Linked DNA regions of Oryzias latipes: region 1 is linked to region 2. A link is a contact called in public Hi-C data. All regions are on one chromosome and are shown on one strand. Each heading gives the region's core, a stretch centred on a gene start, on an enhancer-like site or on the middle of the called end of the contact. The rest is flanking DNA. Distances are from core to core; before and after follow the strand shown. Region 1 has its middle 24 kb from the start of tekt3. Region 2 overlaps sdk2 (protein sidekick-2).

Region 1 (6,849 bases), core at 4,132-6,631, 89 kb before region 2:
TTTGTGTTTTTTTAAATGTCCATACAAATAAGCCCTTTGACTTAAGGGGCGTTGTGGGATTCCACTGTGTGTGGTCTTCACATTGACTTCTTTGTCTTTTGCAAGCTTGACAAAAATGTTCCTGGAAGGTTTGACTTTGGTCCCCAGTCTGTGAATTCTCTGTGGTCCCCGAAACCCAAAGACAAACCGACTCAATCCCTCACTGACATGCTAAAGTGGTGCTGGCCCTTTGGCAGCTTTCCAGACTTTTTAACCCTTGTGCTATCTTAGGCACTTGAACATTGGGAGTTGGGTCATCTAGACCAGTGTTTTTCAACCTTTTTTGAGCCACGGCACACTTTAACCTTGACAAAAATCCCGCGGCACACCAGCATCCAAAAAAATAGATAAATAAAAAAAACAAGAAAAAGCTCAGTCTGTATTGATCTACAGCCGCTCTGCAATCTCACATGCATTTTTGTGATAATTGGTACAGAAAACGCTGAAAGCTGCAGCTGTTTTTTCTAAAAGATGTATTAAAAATTCAGTCAAAAGATTCAAAAACTGTTTGATGTGTGTTCGTTGTTTTAAGACGTTGAGAGGAGAGACTCATTGTGCGCTAAGACAGTCACTTTACTGCATCATGGGAGATGTAGTGCTCCTTATCCGCCGACCGCAGAAAGACCAGCGTCTTTGAGCTTCATGGTTTTGTTCACTTGTTCCAGTCTGATACCAGATTCTGTGGAAAGCTACACCGCTAAAGACGAGCTTTAGCTGGTATTTTTCTTAGAACAGAGAGACTTTTTTGCGCTAAATCGAAACAAGGAAGTGAATACTTTAACCACTTCTGATTGGTCAGACTGATGACATGTGATTAAACCTTCAAGAATGATTGGTGGAGACAGTTAAAGGGGCGGGACTATTCCTTACACAGTTATAGCTGCAGCTAAATCGCGGTATCCCGTTATTCTTATCAAAATGTCTTTAATAGAATCATATAAACACAAAGAAAAAATAATTTTATGATATTTCATATTCTTAACTTCTCAGTGTTTTATCAGGGCCTGTTTGGATGAACAAAGAGCTGATTTCCTGGAGATGGTAATTGCTTTTAGATCAGTTAATGAGGGCAATTTCTCACGGCACACTTGACCATCTCCCACGGCACACTAGTGTGCCGCGGCACACTGGTTGAAAAACACTGATCTAGACCCACTAAACAGTGTGTTGAACCTTTTTTCTTCAATGATTTGTAAAAGTCACTGGTGTCCATGGATTACATGAAATCTTTCCACCTTTATCCACCTTTGTCATAGTAGGGATGACACTTCAATGTAAGGAACGGGTTATCTGGACCCCATAGAATAGCACAAGGGTTAAAGAGGTTTAATTTGCTTTTCCGTGGCATTTTTTATTTTTTCGTTTTTTGTGGTGATCAAAATGTCACTTGATTGACCCTATTACAGAGTCATTCTGTCTTCATTCATTGCCTTTTTGTCATTTATCTACTGGAACTGTAGTCAGCAAAACTTTAAGGATGGAGAATTTTTTCAGGATTAGTTGTTTACATCTTGTTTACTGCTGAAGTTAACCAGGAAGTGAACAGAAGAGTTTTTGTGTTTTTCTTTCTTTAAAAATTGGTGTTGTTTTTTTTGTTTTTTTATCTGTTATGTTTTGTTGATTTAGCCTTAGCTTGAGCTGTTTTGGGAAAAGTCCCGCCCCTTTAACTGTTTCCACTGTCTGAGTGTCTATTTTTTTACATTTTTTGATGCTGGTGTGCTGCTGGATTTTTTTAAGGTTAAAGTGTGCCGTGGCTCAAAAAAGATTGAAAAACACTGTTCTAATGGACCAATAGCGTGCGAGCGCCTGGCCCTGGCTGAGCCATCGCACATTGTGGTGCAGCAAAAGCTCATCTGCACTGTCATCACGTCTCTAAGGAATTCTCTCAGCATGCAATGCTGGTAGGAGGAAGAGCCCCTGAAAAAGATTCATCATTTTCATCATTGTATTCATAACTTCAGCATGTTCATCTGACAGGGAGGCACAGACTGACGAACTGTCCAATGGAAAGCTGTGAGCTCAGGATTGTCCTCTTTCAGTCTGGCTACAGATCAAATTTCACCCCTCTTTGTGGCAGATGATGCTGACATGGGCACTGTTTCAGTTTTCTGCAACTGCATGCATACACTCTTTGACAACACCTCCATCAGTAAATGGCTTTTTACGCTGGCCTAAAGTCCAAGCCACTATGAGGGAACACTAATGGGCACGATGTTGGGCAGTGAAGTGGTTGCTCAGGATCCGGGATCAGGGAGTTTGCTTGTAATGGGCTCTGAGACAGCTCATTTTTTTGGGAGCCCACTTCCTTTATTTTCTTCTTTTTTTTGTTTCTTTCTTTCAATTCCAAATAACTTTCTTTACATCTGCTGGGCCGGCAGACCCTTACCATCCGGAATGCAGATTTGATGGGTATCACATGGGTTGTGTAACCTGCATATGGTTGGTATGTAGATCTCGTCGTTCACTAAGGACAAGGCTTGAACGTAAAGACCAACACATTCTCACTCTCAACTTGAGTCACTTTCTGCCTCCAAAAATACATCCATATATGACCATTTGGGAGTGAGAATGTGTTTTGGTTGCAACAACAAGACTATGAAGGTATTAATCTTCCAAAATGGACGAGCTTGTATATTTGATTTGAGAACTTGTAATACAGAATGTGAATACTTGTGCAAAAAATATCTGCATCTGTGTGTAAAAATCTTCTGCTGTGAACTGACAAATTTCCATTTTCATGTGTTCATCTAGAGTTACAACTTCAAATCTGTGATTACAACTGCTCAAATGTGCTTCTGCGTGTGCTCGAATCTGCTGGCACAAATCACAAGTGCGCTACAACTGCGCTCTGAATTCTGACACATTCCTTGCGAGAAACTTGTTTCTAAACTGATCTGTGTCCGAAAATGGACCTGGGGGGGAGGGAGGGGTTAGAGGAGGCGGAGTCAACCAATCAGAGTGCAGGATTCGGAGAACTTGGTAAAGTTAGAAAGAGTTTCACAGATTCGGACTTCCTGCTTCAATAACTCTTCTGATAAACGTTCAAATGTGACAGCAAATCTCTCAATCATTTTGTATTAACACGGAGAGTGAACTACAAATGCATTTCTAAAGAAAAAAAAACGTTTTTTTCCTACATTTTAATGAGAAATGATCTATTTTGCTTAAATGCAGACATGCAGCTAGACGGCTGCCAACGGAAAATCATCTTTGTTGTAGCAGGACAATAGGGCCAGGGCTATTGAGCATCTTTATTATAACTCATACGAATTAACCTTTGAAAACATAAATTAGAAACCATACTGGGTTTGTGACTCCGCGCTACGCCGGCGCTCAGCGGCCAGCCATTGAGCTCCGTCGAGGAAAGAGATGCGAGGACCCGCTGACCGACGGCGGAGCACAGCAGTCGCGCAGACCCAGCCTCGCCCGTCGCTCACTCGGCGTCTGGCCGCTGAGCGAGGGCGTAGCGCGGTGTCACACCGCTGCCAGCCGCCGAGTTCCGCGGAGGAGGGAGAGGCCGAGGATCCCGCTGGACGACGGCGTAGCGCGGTGTCGTGGACCCAGCCGTCGGTCAGCGGGATCCTCGCTTTTAAATTTCCTCCGCGGAGCTCAACAGCCAGACGCCGAGCTCCGCCGAGGAAAGAAGAAGCGAGGATCCCGCTGACCGACGGCGGGGCACGCCTGTCGCTCGCGCCGAAACAGCCGTTGCTCAGTGGGCTGGGACCGCCACAGCCACGCTCCGCCGTGCCGTCGCCTGGAACATCGCGGGGAACGCCTTGATCTAATCTAATACATTTTTTTCAAATGTTAATCCATATGACCTATAATAAAGCTGCTCAATAGCCCTGGCCCTGTTGTCCTGCTACAACAAAGATGATCTTCCTGCTGACGCTGTCCGTTCGCAACCGTCTAGCTGTATGTCTGCATTTAAAGCACAAAGAGATCATTTCTCATTAAAATGTAGGAAAAAAAATGACTTTTTTCTTCAGAAATGCATTTGTGGTTCACTCTCTGTGTTAATACAAAAGGATTGACATACTTGCTGACACATTTGAACGTTTATCAGAAGAGTTATTGAAGCAGGAAGTCCGAATCTGTGAAGCTCTTTCTAACTTTACCAAGTTCTCCGAATCCTGCACTCTGATTGGTTGACTCCGCCTCCTCTAACCCTCCCTCCCCCCAGGTCCATTTTCGTACACAGATCAGTTTTGACACAAGTTTTTCGCAAGGAATGTGTCAGAATTCAGAGCACAGTTGTAGCGCACTTGTGATTTGCGCCAGCAGATTCGAGCACACGCAGAAGCACATTTGAGCAGTTGTAATCACAGATTTGAAGTTGTAACTCTAGATGAACACATGAAAATGGAAATTTGTCAGTTCACAGCAGAAGATTTTTACACACAGATGCAGATATTTTTTGCACAAGTATTCACATTCTGTATTACAAGTTCTCAAATCAAATATACAAGCTTGTCCATTTTGGAAGATTAATACCTTCATACAAGACGAGCTGCACCATTTAGAGTTCCCATCTTATTTGTTTTGCTTTGTGTTGGGATCCGCATGACCCACCGTCTGGGTCCAGTAGTTAGTGACCCCTGGTACAAATGATGGTGAATAAATATACATCGTTTTAAATTTCATATGTCCAGTAAAAAAAACTAATGTATGAACCATTAAGACATATTTAGTTTAAATAGTACAAAATTGTACAAATTGTGGTTAGATCCTTAAATCGTTGTTGGATCGCCACCCAAGCGACAGACTTTTGTTCTTTGGTAAAACCCTTTTGTTGGAGGTGGTTAGGTTCCAGTATAGACAGAAAGTTAACTATGAGACAAAACAACGCTCATTTCATCTTTTCAAACGCTTGATTGCTGCAAAAATCTGCATTTTTGTTTATTTGCAGACCTTTTAAAATTCTTTAAAAAAAATAAAAAATGATTACTACTTGTTTTTTCCTATACAAAAAATTAGCGTTTCATTAAGCTCCTGATGGATCAAATTAGGTTTGGCAATGCGTGCCTTTTTTTTTTTTTTACCAAATATACTAGAAAGCTCTTATTATATGTTCACACACACAAAAAAAGACACACACGACATGACATATACTGGACACTACAAGTGTGAAGGGAAGTGCCGAGGTTGTAGCAGAGGATGAACTGCATGTCCTTCTTTGTTTTATTGTGAAATCCTTCCAGACCCAAAAATGACTAAAAATGTGAGAGCACGCCTGCAGCTCCTCTCTGCAGCCTCCTCCCAGGGCGCCGTTGGAGTCAGCCACCAGCTTCCAGCCCTTCCTCATCCAAATCAGCTCCTGGGGAAGGAAGCCCCCCCCCCCACACACACACCCTACAGGACATGAAATCCCAGAGGGGGGGCAGTGAAAAGGGTGTCAGCTTGGACTGTTGGTCCGACAGCAGGAAATGGAAACAAACTGTGGCTGTGTGTCAAAGTGACAGGCAGGATGTGTAATGTCAGCGTGATGCTAAGGCCTTTTGTCAGGACTGTGCAATCTTTAAAAAGAAAAAAATAACTAAAAAGGTTGTTTTTAGTTTATTATTAATTTGTTTTAAAATTTGATGGGTTTAAGAAATCTGTTTAACACTGAAAATATTCCAAAATACTTCCTAGCATTCAACAAAAAGGCAGAAGAGGCAGCTTTTATTCTACTGTTTATAGAAAATGCAGCTACGTTTTGAAGTAAGGTTTACCCCAGGTCTTTTATTTTGAAATTGATTTTGAGTTTGTTTTTATTCAATCCAATTTCTAAAAGTTGAGATAACGAACAAATGTCCTTCAGAAAATCTGCGGTTTGCAAATAATTGTACTAAAAATAGACAAAGATGGCACATCTTATCTTATCTACATATTGATAGATGACACTGAAGCAAGATATTCAAAAAAAGACAATTGCAGCTCCAAAACACTGAATCTGAAAAAGTTTTTTAAAAAAGAAGTCTTATTTTCTGTCTTGCAAGAAAATAATCTTATCAAGAGAGCTTACTCAATAGCAAAATGTTTCTACTAGAATTTTTTTTTCCTTGAAATAAAAATTCTTGCTGAGATCACTTTTCTTTCCGTATTGGTCGTTTTATTTTATTTTTTGCCTGTTTAATAAAAAAATTTCCAAAGGTTTAAGGAGTTTTGAATTATTTCTGGGAAGCCTGTTTTTGCAGGCAAGAACTTTTGTTTAAGTTCTTTCTTTATTTATTTTTTTTGTTTGAGCATGTATAAGGATTTACTTTTCATTTTTATATTTTAATAAAATAAACCTTTTAATATGAACAGGTTAATAGTTATTCTGATTTTATTTTGTTAGAAAAGAACAATTACTCTTTGTTAGATACAAAAAATGGATGAGAACAATTTGATATTTAAAATTTCTTCTGTGTCTAAAGCTTTTTTTGTTTTTGTTCTTTTAGACAAACCATCCTTAAAAGAAAATAAAATGCTCTGGCTTCCTCTGCTGGCAATAGAACAAAACTGCACCTTAAATGTTTAAAGATAAGCAGAAGACATAAAAACAACACTTTAATTCACCTAGATGATGAGAAAATTCAAACCTATTTACAAAACTTATTCTTCAACTTTAAGAAAAAACTATAAACTTTAGAAATTATTGTCTCATTGTTCTCCTTTTCCTTTATTGGCTTGGACCCAGAGATCCAAATGAGGAATCTTTTACTGTGAAGGGATTTTGCTCTCGCTGTAAATGTGTGCAGACATCAGTTCTCAAATATTTTCAGCGGCTCTGCGTTCCTTAGATCTGCAGGGACATGAGCGCAGATGTCTGTGATTGTGAGCAGA
Region 2 (6,261 bases), core at 3,357-5,856:
ATTCAATATTTTTTGTAGACTTAAAAGATAATCAGCTGGAAGTGTAATTTTCAGTTATGGTCATGTCCAATCAGACAGAATCTGGTTTAACCCTTTAAAACCGGAGATGCCACCGGTCACACCCAAATGACACACGCTCCGTGATATACTGCTCTTCAACTCTTCAAACGTTACTAACATAATGTCTTGCATCTCGGCTCAAAGCTGCTTTTCTCGGCGATAGAATCAGCATATTTACGTCAATTGTGTAAAGACTTCACTACTGTAAATTGTTGCATAACGGCGCAAAGCCTCTTTTCTCCGCTTCAGAACCAGTTGGATTCACGTTAATCGTGTCAACGGTTGAAGAGTAAAAAGAATGTCAACACTGGAACTAAAAATCTGCTGTTACAGGGTTAAATAAGAGTGAGCCTCTGCCAAGCTCTGCTGTAACATTATGACTTATTTTTAAAAAACAAAAATAGTAATAAACATATATGATTAGAGCCCAGAAAAACAATGGCCTCTCATCTCAACAAACCTTAAGCATGAATGACAGTCGTACATTAGCAGAAATGTAATACAAATTTATTTTTATTGCATTCATATTTGATGTGTTTTTTTTGTGGTCATTTTGCTTTTCGACAGTAAACAAAATTATGAATTTGAGAAAAATGACGGTTAAAAAAAAGGATAGTGTTGTTCAAACCTAAACGTAAGAATATTTTTTGTTTTTTAACAAGTGAATGTGCTTATGTGCCCTTTAATATTCTTTGATGCCCTTTTTAGCATAGAGCCTTCACACTGGCCACTTTCTGAGACTGTAATGTCCGTGCTTAGTGTGTGAAGTTGAAAGGAATACACTTTCATGACTGTTTTGTCTGCACAAGATGACCTTCATTTTTGTTTGCTTTCTGCTGATAGACCAAATTTGGGCACATTTATCTTTCAAATCCATACAACGTTGTGTTTTATCACTGCAACAAACCCACAATAGTGTCTGACGGGAGTCACTGTACCTGTGAGAACTCCATTTTTCTCATTGGGCTCACTCCAGCTTACTTTCAGGGAGGTGTCCAGAATTTCTGTGAAACTCAGATGACCTACGGCACCCGGGGCTGGATGACACAAAACATAATAAAGCCTTTTTAATCGTTCTTGACAAAAAATGTACCAAATATTTACAAAATACGGTCAATTAAGCTGCTGTTTTTCGGTCTCAGAGAGACATGATCATGATCACACTGCATCCATGCAGAATATCCTCACTCATTATGTTTCTAGAACTTCATTCTGCATAAATAATAGATTGCGCCTGAAGGATGCTTTACTGCGAGGTGCTTGTGTCCTCCATCTACCAACGGAGGGAGGAAAAAAAAAAGCGTAGGAAAAGTTCCTTACTGTCCTCGTGAGTCCTCACTGCTCTAGGCGGGCTGCGGGGGCCGTCTCCAGGTGTAGTGAAGCACAGCACCGACGTGTAATACTCAGTGAACTTCTTCAGACCTGTCACATAACCCACGTGAACACTGTCCTGGAAGTTAGGTCGCACCGTTACCATAGCAACCTCTTCATCTTTCCCCGGTTCCCAGGCCAGCAGCTGTAATACAGAGAGAAAGAAAAATCTAAAGCAAAATTGCAAAGCAGTAAAAATTATTTGAAAAAAATAAACAGCATTTCTTCATTTGTTTTCTTTTCAGAACAGTTTTAACGAAACCTATACGTTTCTCTCTACCAAACCAGATGACCCATCTGGCATCCCAGTTCCCTCTGCTAAATTTGGAAAAAGACCCTGAGGAGAAAAAGGGGCTGAGCAGCTGAAAAGCTCCACCAGTTCAGGCTCAAGAGGGAGGAATGATATCATCTCAACAAGCATGTTATCTGCATACTCAACTGCGCTGACAACTGGGACTTAGATTAACCAGTTAGCTACTTAGGTAGCTAATTGGTCCCAGTGGTTGGTCTGCAAGGTCATTTCCCGTTTCATTTACAAGGAACATTCCAGGAACGGAAAGAGCATCCAAGAGGATTTCTGGGGCAGTAAACACCAATCTGTATTTAGCATGCATCTTTCCCCACATATACAATTTCTTCTTTTCCTTTTCATCAACATTCCCTCATTTATCATCACTTGTGTCTTTTGAGAAAAAAGTGTTTGTCATTTCAGTTTTTATTTTTATTTTTTATAGATGAAGCCCACCCCCTAATACCTTAAGCTAAGTTCATAAAAAGCATAAAAGGTCAATGTAAACACATGTAAACACGCGTAAACCTGTGTTTTAGGCATCTGTGTTAAAAAAAAACAGGTTGAACTTTGACCAATGAGAGACTCTGATTGGGAAGTGACGTATTGAAGGCACCCCTTTAAATAAGTCACAACCATTGGAAATTGATCATGGAGGAGAAATTAATAACCGTGGTTTGTGCCCAGCCAGAATTTTTCATACCTTTGGGACAGAGCTGCGAAAGATAAAGGCTGGAGCAAGACTCAAGAAGTTTGTGCCAATTCCACAAGCCTCCTCCAACTGTAGATGACGGACATGCACTAGCAAATAGTAAAAAAGAAAAAGAAGTGGAAGCCCCTCCCTGTTTTTCCAGTGTGAACATCATGGGGTAAACCTGCGTTCAATAACCTGCGTTTAGCGCGTTTTTGAATCTGCATCAAAGGCCCGGGGAGTCTGTAGCTTTAGACACATGCACCGGTACAGGGGTTGACATGTACAGGTGTCGAGGATTTTTGGGTAGTCCGGGCCATACAGGGTTGTAGACAAGAGAGCGCAGGCAAGTCTTGGAGTTCCCTTAAGGCTCATGCGGCCACCTTGAAGGACATCATGAAAATGGAACACACGATTGTCTGGCGTGTGGTAAGTGTATCGTGAAGTATTTGTAAGGATAATGTAAGTTACACACACTCGTGAAGTACGGGTGATGCAGTTGTACGATGCCCCAACACCACACTCTAGTCATTAGTAAAGCCTCAGTCATGTGCACTCATACGGGTGCTGCAGGTTTTTAGGTTGTCCGGGCCCCATACAGATTTGTCCACATTCTGCCTGGAGACACTCAGTGTCCACCCGCAAGGGCAGTTGTGACTAAGGCGTTAACTGACCTGTAAAGTACCAACGACTAGTCAAAATGAGGGGGAAAATAATCACGACACAAGGAATTCTCTATGGAGTCAGAGGGGAAGATACAAAATGATTTACTGAGGGCTTTGAGCAGATGAAAGGACACACGAGAGACAAAAAAATGACTATAATTAACAGCCACTGGTAAAATAATCAAGACATTTATCAGTAGGTTTAAGTGAGCATCTCACTAAACCTGAAGAAAAAAAGAGAATGCAGTTTGACTTAACTAATGAGTAAACAAGGTCCATTCTTTTCACTGCCAGCACTATTATTTGCCCTCAAGCTTTGCTCTCACTTGATGAGGCAATGCGAGTTCACCCGCAGAAGATTTTTTTTATTTTTATCTTATTGACCACTGGTCACCATGTGGGGGAAGGCTGAACGCTGACCTTGTAGCCCTGGTTGATGCCGTTGATGAACTGCGGGTTCGGAGCGTTCCAGGTGAAACGGATCGCCGTTGAGTTGACCGCTTCAGCTTTCACGTTTCCCGGAGCGATGGTTGGAACTGGATGGAGAAGGCAAGAGAAAAAAGAAGATGGGGGGTAAAAAAAACTGCTAGCAACTAGTTTGGCGTCAGCATTGATCGCTGTCGTACAGGTCTGGGCAGATTTTCCCATCAGCCTTTGTGTGACACTCACACCAAACACCAAGGGTGACTCTGAAACTGGGACGTCACATAAACAAAGGCTGATTCTATTTTTTAACATGATTTCAGGGAGAGATCATCAACCTGATTGAATGCTTAAACACATTGTCTGTATATGAGAACTGGACCAAGTGAGTGTGACATCATCCAAAGAAAATGACTTACATGGTTGCATTAAGGTCAATTCAGTCGCCACTTTTTCCTGCGATACTGACGTTGTCATGTTAGAACCAGAAAATGTCAGTACGCAGTGATTGGTCCAAGTTGGTCTGAGTCCATATTTCTATGACAACCACTCTTGACAGTCAGAAGTGACACACCTCTACCAAATTTGACGTGAGAGCATATACTTTTACTGAGCCATCTGATTAGTCAGTTTATAACTTTAATTTTAGCTTTCTGTTTGTACAGAGTGGTGGGAGGGGTCACTCAGTCCAGCTCTCGTGAACATTCAATGGTTAGACACTTTCAAAAACTAAAATGTATTCATCCCAATATAAACAGGTAAAATCAGCAATTTTGCAGATGTGGATGCTCACCTCCCTGGAGAGTCCACTCAGTGACTTTATGGCTGAAAACCCCCAGGCCTGCCCCATTGTAGGCCGCCACCTCAATCTCATAGTTAGTCCAGATGATGAGGTCTTCCAGGAGCAGGGTGGTCACATCTGGGCTGGAGATGTTCTTGATTTGGTAATCCACAGGCAGCCCGGTGAGGCGGTATCTAAAAGGCATGACATTTGAAAAGCATTAAACGCCGTGGTTTGTGAAGGGGGGGAGGAGGGTTGGTGCATGCTCAGTTTAGTCTGCAGCGTGGTTGTGGGCCTGTAGGAGCGCACAGTTCCCTGGAATCCCTGCTAGGGGGAGACAGAGCACCACACTGACAGCGCTGCCTGGAGTCTGAATAACATCTGTGGTCTTGTTTGGGTGTCATGAATGTAAAACTTGACAGAAAAGCAAACTAATTATGCCTTTACAAGTTGGCTGATTTATTGCTGACAAGTCAGTGGAGTCACTCCATTAAAAAAATCTAGTCATTAATTGCTGACAAAACTCTTTTAAATCTAAGATATATTTTATCTTTTAATTTGAAAATCAGAGTGTTATAAGATCAAACATATTTACTCATTTAATTTAAAAACTTGAATCTTTTACCATGTACTTGTAGCATTTGAAGATTAAAATATTGATTTTTAGCTGAAAGGTGCATGAATATGGATTTTACCGGACAATGTAGCCCCTGAGGATGCCGTTCTGGTGGCTCTCCTGCGGTGGCTGCCACTGGATCATGATGGACTGGTTGGTGCGCCCGCTGGTGATGACATTCTGAGGAGAAGCACTCGGGGGCTCCTCCGGGAGAGACACACTGCAGCATACAGACACAGAGACGACAAAAAGAGAAGTTCATTTTATACCCATAAAATGTTTTAGTTCCATAAATATAACTCAAGTAATTTAACTGTCTAAAGTAACATCATTTTTTGGTGATGAAAATACAGTTTTTCTTTATTTTTATTGTTTTTTGACACTTTCTTCCATTTTTTAAAACATCTTTTACTTTTTCTACCCAAAACGGCTCCATATATGATGTAATTTATGAGCCCATTATAGGATGTCTGGGCTGCACGGGTGCCTAAAAGCCTTTTATATACCCTGACAAAATCCCAGAGCGCCTGGAGAGAAGATACATATAGGAGAAAGGAATGAGATCAGCTTCAGAGGCTTAGTGGCAAATAGAGACATAGAGAGTCCTGTGCTTGCCACGCTGAAACAAACAGACGGACTCCCCTGTGACAGCGATGGGACAGTTGGACAAGAGCATGGAGGGAGGAGGTGGCAAGCAAAAGTTGTTTAAGGCCACAGGGAGGTCAGACCTGAGCCCATCTCTGAAAACGGAATCCCTTTAGCAGATCCTCCAATGGGAAGCTGAACAGACTTCATGTCGACTCCATCAACATCGACTCCAACTTGTTGTCTTGGCAACAAATTTTTTTTTTACCATGAAGGAAAGCTTTTACCTTTCTAGAAAGCTCAATTAAGAATCATTTCAGGATTTGTGGATTACTACAGGCATTGATTTCACCATCTGACGTGCTCTTCTGCAGCTTCGAGCTGCAGAAGTTCATTGGATGTGCAGACTTATTTGTTCAAAACTAAACATGTTTCAAAGACCCATCCTAAAGAAAATTATGTTTTTGGTATTCTAACATGTTCTAGTGACATTGTTCTGATAAGGGAGGACATATATATATATAAAAGCTTAAACTGGCATTTCTGAGTATTTCTTTATTCAAATTGATGTAAATCAGAAAGAGACAAAAAATGCAGTTTGAAAAATACCTCGAAAATACAATTGGCGGCTCACTAGCTCCCTGCTCCGCTCCATTCTAATTGGTTCCACTTGCAGACACATAGATTCATGTACGCCTTTGTTTTCCTCGCCTGAGCTGGAACCTGGCTCCAAACTGTACTGCTCAGATATTGCTCGCCATTTTTGTTGCACCGTTAATG

Evidence for each region. A called contact is a pair of places that touch in the nucleus more often than the background predicts.
Region 1: a contact with region 2 is called in a Hi-C map of gastrula embryo, with 1.7 times the contacts expected there. The contact joins two enhancer-like sites. A contact is called at or near these places in 2 of 5 Hi-C or Micro-C datasets (embryo and gastrula embryo).

The regions. Positions count from the first base shown.
Region 1 is chr19:15,012,788-15,019,636 of ASM223467v1, reverse strand. No RefSeq gene overlaps it. Among protein-coding and RNA genes, the nearest start is that of tekt3, 24 kb to the left of the region's middle. Within about 2 kb of position 5,381, at least 3 of the 8 cell types and tissues checked have an H3K27ac peak or open chromatin away from gene starts, as enhancers often do. A contact at or near this core is called in gastrula embryo, where this site is marked.
Region 2 is chr19:14,923,511-14,929,771 of ASM223467v1, reverse strand. It overlaps sdk2 (protein sidekick-2), which reads right to left. Exons shown (of 45, transcript XM_023949204.1): 16 at 4,976-5,116; 17 at 4,293-4,474; 18 at 3,497-3,612; 19 at 1,381-1,576; 20 at 999-1,097. Among protein-coding and RNA genes, the nearest start is that of cdc42ep4, 60 kb to the left of the region's middle. Within about 2 kb of position 4,606, at least 3 of the 8 cell types and tissues checked have an H3K27ac peak or open chromatin away from gene starts, as enhancers often do. A contact at or near this core is called in gastrula embryo, where this site is marked.